2 separate regions of the Zea mays genome follow, and region 1 is linked to region 2. The links are chromatin contacts, called in public Hi-C maps. All regions are on one chromosome and are shown on one strand. Each heading gives the region's core, a stretch centred on a gene start, on an enhancer-like site or on the middle of the called end of the contact. The rest is flanking DNA. Distances are from core to core; before and after follow the strand shown. Region 1 holds the start of LOC100283316 (gamma-secretase subunit APH-1B). Region 2 holds the start of LOC103626931 (rop guanine nucleotide exchange factor 10).

Region 1 (6,680 bases), core at 631-3,130, 130 kb after region 2:
TGACTTGCGGACGAAGGTTATGAAGGACATACCTTCATAAACTCATCAGACAATGACGAAGGTGATAAAATATAAATAATATAAAAGAAAACATGAACAATCATTTATTATTGAGCATAAATAAAAATATTATTGAATCACAAGTGTACCTTCAATCGGAAGGAAATAACAATACAAGTGTGACGCAAAAAGCGAATGCCAAGTCAGCGTGAACAGTACATGGATGCTGTTCACCTATTTATAGGCACGGGACACAGCCCTTACAAAATTACATTCATGCCCTTTACATTTGATAATAATTCTATAGTAGTCTACCGAGGTCTGAATAGCCTTTTCATCTTTAAGTCGGTTCCACTCTTTGCTGTCACGCCGAAGCTTTCCTGCTCACACCTTCGGCTCTGTATCAACCTTCGTATTAATCCGGTTTACAGCAACGCCGACTTGTCCGAGGATTCCTGCTCACACATTGTACTCCAGAAATACTGTTAAATCCTATTTTTGAGGACCTTCGGATGCCGAAGGTCCCCAACATGCCCCCATTTAAACTTGTACTTATTGCAGTTACGAAATCCCCTCGGACTGGTGGAGTCACGAAGTTGTCTCAACTGTTCCTGGACGTCTCGGGTGTTATCTCTCATTGATTCTTGATCCGATCTTTCCAACAAGTGCTTTCTTGCATTAAACAACCTTGAGAGCTGAAAGATATGCCCTCTTAAACATGCAATTATTTCATTTACGAAATCCTCTCGGTTGCAACAGCTTTTATTGTCTTTTGACTTCTCCACTCCAAGATGGTTCACCTCCCAAAAACATAAGAATAATATAGTGATAACAAGTATTTAGTACCTCATTTAGAAGATAATTAGTTTCAACAGCAAGGAACGAGTTCACCTGATAACTAAGTTCACGTGCACTAGCACAAGTCATTGCTTAGTCATAACTTATGAAGGGTTGTCGTTGTGGTTGTATAAATGGCAGCGACATCCTCATCACGTTGTCCTACTCCAGCTGCCTAGGAGGACACGCACTGACACCACCGCGGAGAGAGGGCTGGCGAGCGCAGTAGAAGAGCCACGTGACCACGCCACAACAGAAGAGAGAGGTGGGTCAGCGTCGCCACCTAGTCCGCGCTCCATCTGTACCCTCTCCAACCCAATCTAGGCCAAGGCGTCTACTATCTAGCGCCTTATCGACACCTTGCGCCCCAAAGACGATGCTCTAGTCAAAGATGGACGCCTTATGTCGACAAGTAAAGCGACCACGGCGCCTTGCCCTGTACCCTCGCCTTACTACAAAAGCGACGCTTTAGCGATGCCTTAATAGATATGCTCGCTAGTCAAAGATAAAAATGTAAGTGACCCTCTAGAGTGCAAACATAGAAAAATTGTTGAAGATTAAAAATATATGAAATTGTTTTTTATATAAATGACTTTTTAAATAATAATTTAGAAACGAAATTTTGAAAGACTATCAAGAATGAGGCCCTATTTAGGAGTGAAGTATTTTACGGTTTCTATGTAATATCATAGTTCGTATTTTATGTCATAAGGTGTTAATTGTGTTCCTGAAATGTATATTTTTAAAATCACAGTATTCTAAATATCATAATATTTTTGAAGTACTGAAAACTCTAATGCAATCTAAATTAGCCTTGGCTAGCTTTTACTTAATACTATAATTTATAATGTTGTATCCAAATATCTCAACCATGGTATTGCCAAACAGGCCCTTTGAAATGCCGAAAGAGAGCCGTTCCCTGTTGCCGAAAGCCCGAAACTAGGGCCTGTTTGGTTCGTGGCTAACTGCGCCACACTTTGCCTAAGGTTAGGCGTTCGAATTGAAGAACTAACCTTAGGCAGAAAAGTTAGACAAAGTGTGGCAAGTTAGGCAGTGAACCAAACAAGCCCCTAGTCTTCCCTCCTGCTGGCGGCGTGCGGAGGGCCGGAGGCCGGGTCGACAAGAGGAGATGACGTTGGCGGCGGGGCTGGGTTACGCCCTGATCGCGCTGGGCCCCGCCTTCTCCCTCTTCTCCGGCGTCGTCGTCAGGAAGCCCTTCCTCGTCCTCACCCTCCTCTCTAGGTCTACCCCTTGCGTCGCCCGTTTCGTGCTTCTTTAGCCACGTTTTGATCAGATCGTCCGTTGCCCTCTAATAAAAGCGAACATTCAGTTAATCGATTGGCGTAAGAGGCAGGTGGCGTTTGTTTGAGGCGTTCCAGGGTGTGGTTTCGTGAGGCAAACGCGGATTATTGGTTTACTCGCAGTTGTGCTAGGGTTCAGTAGTTTCTTCCGGATCGATACGGATGCTGCTAGTTGGATTCAGTTCACATGGCGTATTGGCTTGTTCTGTGTAGTTTTTGAGTTGTCAATTTATCTCATCTGTTTGCAAAATCTGTAATCTGGTTTAGAATGAATGTGTGGATCTCAGAGACTCAGACCTGTAGAACTTGCACTGATATGCTACTGATACTCTCCTTAGGTAGTTGGTAAACCGAAGCTTGCTGACAATTTACTCTATGTCTATTGTCTTGGCAACTTACTCTATGTAGCTGTGCACCAATGTATTGAAGTTGACTTTTAATTCAGTCCCACAATGGCTCTTTTCTTTATTTTTGATTTGTACATTTATTTTTATGAGTATCAACATAAGCATTGAATGCTGTTTAATGTATAAGGGGCATATCATGTGCAATCAGATGTATTGGTGCAATCATGCTAAATATTTCTTGACACCCCTCCCCCCTCTTCCTTTCCAACTGACAATTCATTGCTAGAAAGATGCAAGACAATTGGTGATTCGTCATGAAAATGTAAATTGGCATTTCAAATACCTAAGATCAAAGACTGAGAAAGAACTGGTGTCATCAATTATTTCGTTGGAAGTCAACAAGAAGGATATGAGCTACAGAAAAAAAAGTTCAGAACCTGACTGAAAGATGCATGTGTTTGTGTGACTTCGTGCAACAAACCTGTTTCAGAGCATTTTTCTGATACATTGCTATCTCATATAACTATGACTATGAGTAGTATCCTGACATTACACCTCTGGCCTCTGCAAGTACTGAATCTTTGTGTTCTCCAATAGAATGCACTGTTAGAAATTACTCCAGAGATATTTGCAATTGAATTTAGTGGATGCATCTATTATACGGAACATATAACCTGGGGTAGGAGAAACTTCTCGAATTATAAGGCTTAAGCTGTCATACTTTGGGGTGTGTTTGGTTTTGGGATGAGAGGGATGAAATGGATCCACTCTATTTTTTTGGGATAGGATGATTCTATCTCGGTGTTTGGTTGGGAGGTCGGGGGCGTCCTTTCTCTGTGTTTGGTTGGAGGGATGGAATGAAGGGGATAACATCATGTCTGTACACGGTTAGACATCTGTTAGGTGGCGTTCATCTGCCATCCTCTCTCTGCTGCTGCTTCTTCCTTCAATGCAGTTCAAATGCACCATGGCCGAGCTCACACTAGGCTCCGCCCGCGCCATGTGGCTTCCCTCATTGGGGCTGCCTGTGTAACCGTTGGGGCCGCTAGCGCTGCCGTCAGGGCTGCCCACGCCACCGCCATGGCCACCTGCGCCGCCGCTGGGGCTGAGCTCGCTCGTGATGCTGGTGTCGAGCTTGCCCACCCTTGCCGGGGCCATGTCTTCCCGGACTGAGCTCACCCGCGCCTTGCCCTTGCCATCTGCGCTGCGTCCGCTGTCCGCCTGCGTCGGAGCCGAGCTCGCTGTGCTCTCTCCATTCTCCTCTGATGCCAAACACAAATAAAACACTGTCTGGGGGGGGGGGGGGGTGGGTGGGATGGCTGCATACCTCAGTTTTTGGGGATGGATGTATCCCTGAATCTAGAGGAATATTTTTCTCTGGGGACGACTCCAGCCTTGATGTCCCGCTCCAGAACCAAACACTACCTTATTAATCAGTACTCACTAGTCATAAATAACTGATGTAACTTTTCTCCATTCATTTTTAATGCTTGAATCTTTACATTTGGTAATTTTGAGTGCTATGCTGTTCTCCTGTGATGACCCTTATCAAGGGAGTGGTACACGCAGTCAGGGTTGGTTTGGAAACTTTTATAGTCTTGCCAGTTAAGTTTGGTCTCAATCAACAGAGGTTCAAACTTCCAAATGAATCTGCTTAGTTATTTTGTTCGCAGGACAAAAAAGAATGGATTAGTTTGAAAGAACATATAAGTCAACTTAATCCATGTTAGAGTGAACAGTTTACAGACCTGCAAATGGAAACTAGAAACCATTATTCTCTCTATCCATGTTGGCTTCAGACCTTGATGGTAGTACAGTGAGTTCCCGGTACCCAGCATCACTGCCCTATGTTCTTTAGTGCCTTAAACACTGAAGTATCTTCTAACGTTCTCCTATGAATTTCAAAATGGAAGGATATATTATCATATTTAAATGTTAACCTTGGCTTTTATCTTTTTGTGCAGCACCTTATTTTGGCTTATAAGTTTGATAGTCCTCTCGGGAATATGGAGAGGATTTCTTCCTATAAAGTCAGGAGCTTGGTGGGCATATGTGATTCTGATCCTTACATCTGTCGCATTGCAAGAAGGCACTCGTCTTGTGTTTTGGATGCTTTACAAGTAGGTAAACCATAAACAGAAGCTGACATTTTCTTATCTGCTGTGGTAATTGAATATATGGGATCTGATAACAAATTTTCCAGGAAAATGGAAGAGATGCTAGATGCTTTTGCTGATAGAATATCTAAGCCACGTCTTAGATTGACTGACAAGATGCTGATTTCTTTAGGTAAGTTTTTGTTATTTTGATACAATATGAAAATATCTTTTCTTGTTTTTGTTTTCTAAGTTTTCATATTTTAATACAAGATGAAAATGTCTTTTGTAGTTCTGGTTCAAGACAAAATGGTTTTTTTCTTGGCAATTATAAATTATTATCTCTCAAGTGCTGCATTGTGTTTAATCCAGATTCTGAATTTAAATGAATGTATACATATTGCACTTGTATATGTGCCAAATTGTGCCCCAATTTTATAGAAGGGATACACATAGCAATTTTTTTCATGGAAAGAATTGCTTGTCATGTTATTTGTTATCTACTAGGACTTTTTCCTAATTTTCTGGGGACTGATTCCAACAAGGACTATTAAATGCGCTAATAAATGCGTTGCCATATAAAATTTGTGTTCATAACAAAACAGACACAGTTTCTCAAATTGTGCATTGTTGATTTGAAACTAGGAAGTCTCCCAAACATAAACATGGTTTGCTAACTCAAATAAATACTTTAAATCTGATGATGTGCTTCTGTACTGAGTTTATGATTTTACTTATTGCTTGGTAGGAACAATTACTCTTCAATATTACTTTAGAATGTCACAACTATAACTGCTACATTTGCTCATATGTGTTTGAAAATGTTTGTGCAGCTGGTGGTTTAGGCCATGGAGTGGCTCATGCAGTCTTTTTCTGTCTCAGTCTTTTGACTCCAGCGTTTGGTCGAGCCACATTTTATACTGAAAGGTGCTCAAAGCTGCCATTTTTCCTTACGTCAGGCAAGTGTATTTTCCCACATTATTCCCTGATATGTCTCATTACCTTGGAAGGGAATAGGCATTAATTCTAACTGGAACAACGATTTGTAAATACACGTTTCTTCCTAGTTCTATTTGATGCAGTTTGGTGTTCTGAATTTGTTTGTCACGATAACCCTTATCCCTGTATGCTATTTCAGCCCTTATTGCACTTGGATTCTTGGTCATCCATACATTCTCAATGATTATTGCTTTTAATGCATATGACGAGGGAAAGAAAAGTGATCAAGTCTTTGTTCCAGTAATTCATTTGGCTGCTGCTGCGATGGTAAGAACCATGCCTTATTGTTTGTGTTGGGTTGAAACATAATGAACTTGATGCTTGAGCTGATTTTGTTTCAATTTTCACGAGTTTCTCTATTTTGTTTTCTTCTAATCTAAACATAGAAAACACTGACCAAGATACCACACACCACTATGACCTTGTTGTATTCTTATGCTAAATCATCACTTATATTGCTTGCTTCTAGTTTACTCCTTTAATTTGCATCTACAAAGTTGTGCCCATTTGTAATCAACATGAGCCTTTTTTATTAATGAAAGCTGAATGCAAATAAGATATGATTGCTGCAACTGCAATGTAATGTCAATCATGGAACAACTGTAGGCAATGCCACACATCGCAACTCTTCTTTATCTGGGATGGTAGTATAGTTATTTGACCAATTCAATGTTTCATTGTGGGTTTAAGACAGACGGCTCTATATTCAGTGTCATGGTCAACACATTTTCATATTTCTCTACTATATAAAGCACCACTCTCCACAGTTCCACAGTCGTCGTGCGTCACCCTTCTCCTTTCTGCTTTAGGCAAAAATGCAAAAATAAGGTAAAATCATGCATAACAGCATAAGTTGAGTTCGAATCTTAGTTGTTGGCTTCCCATTCAAATCCACCTAACCAACATAACACACCTATTTTTGTGTTTTATTAAAACAAAGTCTACTCATGTGATATATAGAAATTGTAGCAATACACAGGCATCCGACTAGTTGTTTATGGTACTGTAGCATAATGCGTTTCATATACTTCAGCGCTGAGTTGTGGTTGCAATCTTGTTGCTTTTAGTCAGTATGATTTGAACAGTACATTGCTGAATTT
Region 2 (6,485 bases), core at 1,712-4,211:
TGGGTGCGCACGTGCTTCATGCGCCTCAGCTATGTACACGACGTAAGCAAGGATCGATTGGGTCGGATCGGATGGGAGGAGCCGTCGTCTCCTCTCCCATTGACGTCTCTCCTTCTCGTGAGTGGACGATCGACGATCCATGGTGCTGTTGGATCGTAGACGATGACTGAGCTGCTGTTAGTTCAGTGGCGCGACGACGATCATATATTATTATCAGTGGCGCGCAGAGGGGCTCCTCATGCCGCCGGAGGAGAGGCTGTCGACGTAGGAGAACTTCTTGGGCGCCACGCTGGGCGCCTTCTTGAGGAGCATGGCCTCGCCGTCGGCGTCCAGCGTGCCGTCCTCCCTGCGCTTCATCAGCTCGTCCTGGTCGAAGTGCCAGCCCATGAAGTCGAAGAGCGTCATCGACGCCGGGGCCTCGTTCAGCTTCTCCAGCTCCTCCTTGGCGTCCAGCTTCCGCGGCGCGAGCAGGTCCGCCGACTCCAGCACCCGCCGCGCCGCCTCGGTCGCCGTCAGGTTCTGTGCCGCCGCGTCCGCGCTCAGCACGTCCTCGATGCGGGACATGACGCTGTACGCCAGGCTCTCCAGCACGCGCGAGTAGCTCTCCAGGAGGGCGTACCCGACGTCCTGGATCATGGATGTCTCGATGCCCTTATTATCCATACATCAGTAATATCGATCGGTATGTTTGAGGATATTATATATACCCTGTTGTACTGGATCTTGGAGATGTCGAGCTGCGACTGCGGCGTCCCCGGGAACTGGAGCTTGAGGAGGTGGAGGATGGTCTCGGCGCGCTCCTCGAACTGCTCGCGCTTCTCGAAGCTGACGATGGAGCTCCACGAGGACTTGGAGTCCTTGTTGGTCTGCATCTTGCGCTTCCAGATCACGGTGGAGGCCTCGATGCGGTTCTTGAGGTCCAGCACCTTGTGCTCCGTCGAAAGGTCCATCCCGGCCAAGAACTCCACCGGGTCGAACGTGTCCTCGGTGATGCTACGGTAGATGGCGTCGCCTAGGCTCGTCTTCCCTTTCTGTTCAGTACATGTGTTGTTGGCATGCGTCATGCACCCATCATCATGTCAATACAGATCTCAATACCGACTGAATTGATCGATCCAATGTCAAGCTGAGGAGAAAGTTTGCCTTTGGCAGCGACTCAATGTACACCTCCGGGATCTCCATCTCCACAAGCACCTGGGCGTTGATGGCCATGGCCGCCTTGAGCACCTGGTTCACGCACTCCTTCTGGTACTGCAGCCACTTGCGGGTCACGTCCGACAGCCCCTCCGACGGCACCTTCACCGTCGGCATCCACCACTTGTCGTCGTCGCGCTTGTTGTCCCCGCCCTTCTCGTACCAGAACTCGGTCTGGTCCGCGAAGTTGTCCATGTAGCCCTGCGGCGAGCAAGATCGATCCGTCCAACCATTCGATCATTGCAAAAACAGAAAAAACAAAAGACAGATCGATCGAGCACTCACGAGGAGCATGGCGTCGAGCTTCCGCAGCGCGGGGATGTTCATGGCGAGGTCGCGCCGCTGCGCCGTGGACATGATCTGCCAAATCAAGAAATTGCACGTACGATACGACGTCACCACCGGCTGGGGCAGGCAGGCGCACACATGCATCACGAGAAACTGCCAAACGCGCGCACGCAAACGACGATGTGGTCACCTCCATCGTGATTCCGTTCTCCGAGGTGTGGCGCGTGGGCACGAACTCGACGATGTGGTCGGTGACGGAGAGCAGCCATCCCACCTCCCTCTTCCAGCGCTCCTTGGTGTCGGGCGCCATGGGCTCCAGCTTGCGGTGCTCGCCAAAGACGGACGCCGCGAGGTTGGTGACGGCGTTGGACAGCGCGAGCGCGGACGGCACGCCCTTGCCGGTGCCGGACATGTCCTCGCCCAGCAGGAGCTTGGCGAACTTCTCCTTCATCACGTCCAGCTCTGCAAGTAACAGTGAATGAAATCGGGGGGATGAACAGGAGCTGGCATGCGCGCGGCGTGGTGTAGTGTACCTGAGAGCGGCCCGTCGCGGCCCTGGCGCAACCGCGCCGCCCCGGCCGCTGCCGCCTGGCTGTTGGCAAGGGGCGGGGTGCCGCCGGCGCCATTGCTATACATCTCGCCCGTGTCGCTGCCGCTCCTGTCGAGGTAGCGCTCTCGCAGCAGCTGCTGCTGCTGGTTGCTGTTGTGCGATCCGGTCTTGTGAAGGCTGTGTCCGCGCCGGAGGAAGCGCACCATCACCCAGCCCGCCGCCTCGAGCTTGGCGCGCAAGGCCTGGGCGCGCGGCACTCGGCGGTCTTGCACCGCCGCGCCGCCTCACGAGGCGCCACCCTGACTCCCGCAGCTGATGAGGACGCGCGCGGACCAATTCCAAGAACGAACGCGGGGCACGAAGGACGGCCGACGACGCCTCCCTCGCTCCCGCTCGCTGCACCGCGCTCTGGACCGATTACTACCGATCGGTCCCACGGCGACGGCGGCGGGCGGCAGCTCAGGCAAGGGAGCAGCGGTGGGCGGGACGGGATGGAGAGAGCATGTCGCGCACGACGGCCGAGATGGGGTTGAATTAGGCGAGGCGATGGACCCGGCCGGCCCGCGGGAAAACTAAAAAAGGAGGGAGGGCGGCGGCCCCGCCTAATTTAAGCGAGGGACGAACGTGCGGCGCATGTCGGCCGGGCCGGGGGGAGGGGAGGGGAATACTGCTCCTAGTAGGACTAGTAGGAGTAGCCTTTTCTCGCGCGCTCATCTTCCCCGTGGCGCTGGAGGAGTGGCGGGACGGTGGTCGGTAGCTCGGGGCCTTTGCTTTGTTTAGCAGACGTAATGATGATGAAAGGCGAGACGCCGAGACCGGATTGACGGGACGGGAGAGGAGAGGATACCGGAGAAAACGGCGGGCACAACGCTCCCGCCCACTTCTTGGCGCCAAATCGACTCTACCAGATGATGCGCTCGCGCTCGATCTGTTGCCTTGCCGCGCGGCGCCATACTAATAATTCTGCGTTAAAGCATGTACACAGCTGCGAAGCTATATAAAATTCACGTCACCATTATATAAAATTTAAAGATTACTTTAAACACCCCTAATATATTGTGTGGCTAATTATACCATTAAAACTAAATATACCACAAACATACACTAAGATAGTTTTTACTTCAATTCAGCATCTAAAAATACAATAAACTTGATTAAAAATATAAAAGTACCTAATTAGAGACGATTTGGTCCTTCCCCGCATCTAATAACTTCATCAATAATAGCACGTGAATTTGAACCTACACATTACAAGTTCAATATTTGTATAAAATAAGAGATACAACATGACAATATAACTAATGAATGCAAAAATGTATAAGTGAGTACAAAAATATACCACTTGAACTTTGTGGAGCTAGCTTTTTCATTCGACTCTTCAATTCTTGAAAATGGTATAAAATATCATCACTTTGAATACTTGCAAAGATGTCTCTTACTATATAGCATACCATTCTATGATTCAACCAATCATTTCCCATCTTATTTCTCAGTTCTGTCTTGATGATTTTCATAGCTGAGAAGACTCTTTCAACCGTGGCAGTTGCAACAAGCAAAATTAAGGCTAATTCAATGAGACGATAAACCAATGCAAAAACTAGGTGTCTCTCGGTTTGCACCATCTTAATAGCCAGATTACCAAGGTCTTCACAATTTGCAAAATCAGAATTACCCCTCACATCAACAATAAATATATCGAGTTGGTCTTTAAGGATCAAGAGATCATATTGAGAGAAGTCTGCAGAATAAATCTTAGCCATTTTTTCCCGAACTGTGGTGCAGCCCTACCTGCGGCTGCGGACTGCGCTGTCGTACTGCACTACTGCTGCTAGCCTGCTCTCCTCGCCTGCTAGCGCGGTAGCACCTTGCGGCTAGGCAGCTGGCAGCTGGCGCCCTCGCACAGTGACACGGACGTTGGACGCAGAAAGCAGATAGGAGACCTGTTAGGGTTTTTTATGGGTCAAAATCTCTACTACAGTCTACATATATAAAATTGTTTTTAGGCTACGACCCGGACCACGACCCAGGTAGCCCCAGGCCCAATATCCACCCCTGCATGTACAAGAGTTAATTTTACATTCTAAATCAAGATTTAGGAAGTTAGTTACATAAAATTTGTTTTCTACATATTTTTACTCTCCAACAGTTTTTTATGTATCTTGTTTACACTATAAATATTAATTCTTATTTTTCATCGTCATCTAACAAAAAATTCAAGATAGGAGATGATTAATTTAGATAACCATCTAAAGTGAGGAATATTTTTTTTCTCAAATCTCTATTCCTAGCAATTAGGAAGGATATACTGCATCTCTATTTATCACAATTAGAAAGAATATACAGAGCCTATTAAAGTTACTCTAACAATAAAAAAACATATCAAAACGTTACTATTCATGATGAGTCAACGACCATATTCTCTTCTTTTGTTTTTTCCCTCGTTATACTTTAGTTTCAAACCAATGTGTTACAAGGTCAATCGTTAAGGACCATTTCATTTTTGTTTGCTTCCATTATGCAACGACAACAAATAACATGTGATTGGCGGTTCAAACAATCTTCTACAATGAATAATTTATTTTTACGGATTTTTAAGGTGGTGCCCTTAGTTTTGCTGGTGTCCTCATTTTTATCCTTAGTCGTGTTTTTTTCTCAGTTTTGCCCTTAGCTATGTGACATGTTAGGTTCATATGTGGATCATCGTGATCGAAAATCATTTTGAGTCATTAGTCATAAATGCACCTAACCACACATTGAATAATGCATACACATAAAGATCATGTCAACCAGATCTTGATACACAGATCTTGATATGCACACGTCTTGATCCTTGTCATATGATATCGATCGAACTCAAGACAAGATTTATACCATCTTTGTGATAGCTCAACAAACACTTCACTCGATATTGTAGTAGATTACAACTTGTGACTAATGTATATTAGTCACATCATGATTGGCTCTTTAATCATATTAGCATGATTGTACACTTTCTTAATCCAACCATATCGAGAAGTCTAAGATATCTCTCCCGTTATGTAGAAGGGACAAACTACATCTTACCCGTTCATAACTCATCCTATGTTTTATGGTACATCTAAAAACTACTTTTATAACTACCCATTTACAAAGTAGCATTCGATAGCCCTAAAATGCATCTCTATATATAGTGAGAAATAATGACGAACTTATATATAAGTATCCAGCAGATATACCACTTAAGAACGTTTGATGGCATATATTTAACATAACAATCACAATAACGTCTCGGAGTGGGTCAATCCAACATCATAAATTTTATCATGTGCCCACATTATTGATTTGATATCTCTATATCAATGACCTATGAAACATGTTCATTATTTAATACATGTGCTAGTCAATAAAAAATCATTATTATCCCACATAATGACAAAAGACTACAATAAAAATCATTATTATCCCACATAATGACATAAGACTAGTGATATTTTGAATAGCACTACAAAACATAGAGTTCCATGAACAACTCATGTACTCGCCAATCAATATAATAATGATAATTCAAGGGGCTGAATAACACTTTATTCAACACTCATAAACATAAGACATTTATACAATTATCTTTCACTTACACTAACATCAATCATGTAGGTCTCTGATACCGATTGCACTCATGTGTGCCTCATGTTTTGGTCATAGAAGAGGCTTTGTCAATGGATCAGCAATATTTATTATACACATGTGCACTTTGCAAATCTTCACATTACCTCTATTAATGGTCTCGTGAATCAGGTGACAACACCAAAGTATGTGTTTGGATTTTTGGTGTGATATGGATTTTTGGCCTACGCAATGACACCGTTATTATCACAATAAAGGTCCAAAGAACTCATAACCACAGTCAACTCAAAAACAAACTTTCTAATCCGAATAGCCTTCTTAGCAGTTTTTTGACGCTATGATATACTTGACCTCTATTGTATAATCTGTTATAATAGGATGTGCATATATATATATATCCTACTATGACCATATCGGATCATGGGTCCACATGGTTGTCCTATAATAGAGGAAGATCTTATCTAGGTCTGATTAAAGATAGAAAAGAATTAGTTTGATATATCCCAGTGATAGTATAGTTAGAATAGGAGCCACCTAAGTTAGAATCCCTGTCATGCTATAATCATGATCATAGTATCCATCCCTATATATACTCAACACCCTATGCCTAATAGGTCAGGGCAACCAACTTAAACATGGTGTTCTTTTCTCTTACATTGTAATCAGAGCCAAGTCCTCCACCCACCTTAAGAACCGTAGCTGATGGAAACAACAAGTCTTCATGGTGTCTAACTCAAGCTCTATTGTGCTAATGTTCCTCTTAGGGCAATATATCGCAGGGAGGCTTACCAAGAATAACTCCGCTCTTTGGAAGGTGCAAGTTCTACCTATCCTCAAGGGTGCATAATTA

Evidence for each region. Hi-C and Micro-C count contacts between places; a contact is called where the count stands out from the background.
Region 1: a Hi-C map of ear shows a contact between it and region 2, with 2.7 times the contacts expected there. The contact joins the promoter of LOC100283316 here to the promoter of LOC103626931 in region 2. A contact is called at or near these places in 3 of 25 Hi-C or Micro-C datasets (ear, leaf and tassel).

What each region holds. Positions count from the first base shown.
Region 1 is chr5:138,303,523-138,310,202 of Zm-B73-REFERENCE-NAM-5.0, forward strand. It overlaps LOC100283316 (gamma-secretase subunit APH-1B), which reads left to right and starts at 1,881. Exons shown (of 6, transcript NM_001364474.1): 1 at 1,881-2,079; 2 at 4,450-4,605; 3 at 4,689-4,774; 4 at 5,415-5,540; 5 at 5,720-5,847. The coding sequence starts at 1,967.
Region 2 is chr5:138,168,742-138,175,226 of Zm-B73-REFERENCE-NAM-5.0, forward strand. It overlaps LOC103626931 (rop guanine nucleotide exchange factor 10), which reads right to left and starts at 2,962. Exons shown (of 6, transcript XM_008647293.4): 1 at 2,016-2,962; 2 at 1,673-1,944; 3 at 1,480-1,554; 4 at 1,144-1,395; 5 at 708-1,031; 6 at 1-627. The coding sequence starts at 2,238. The coding sequence ends at 214. It overlaps LOC111589345 (a long non-coding RNA gene), which reads left to right. Exons shown (of 3, transcript XR_002748354.2): 3 at 1-1,137.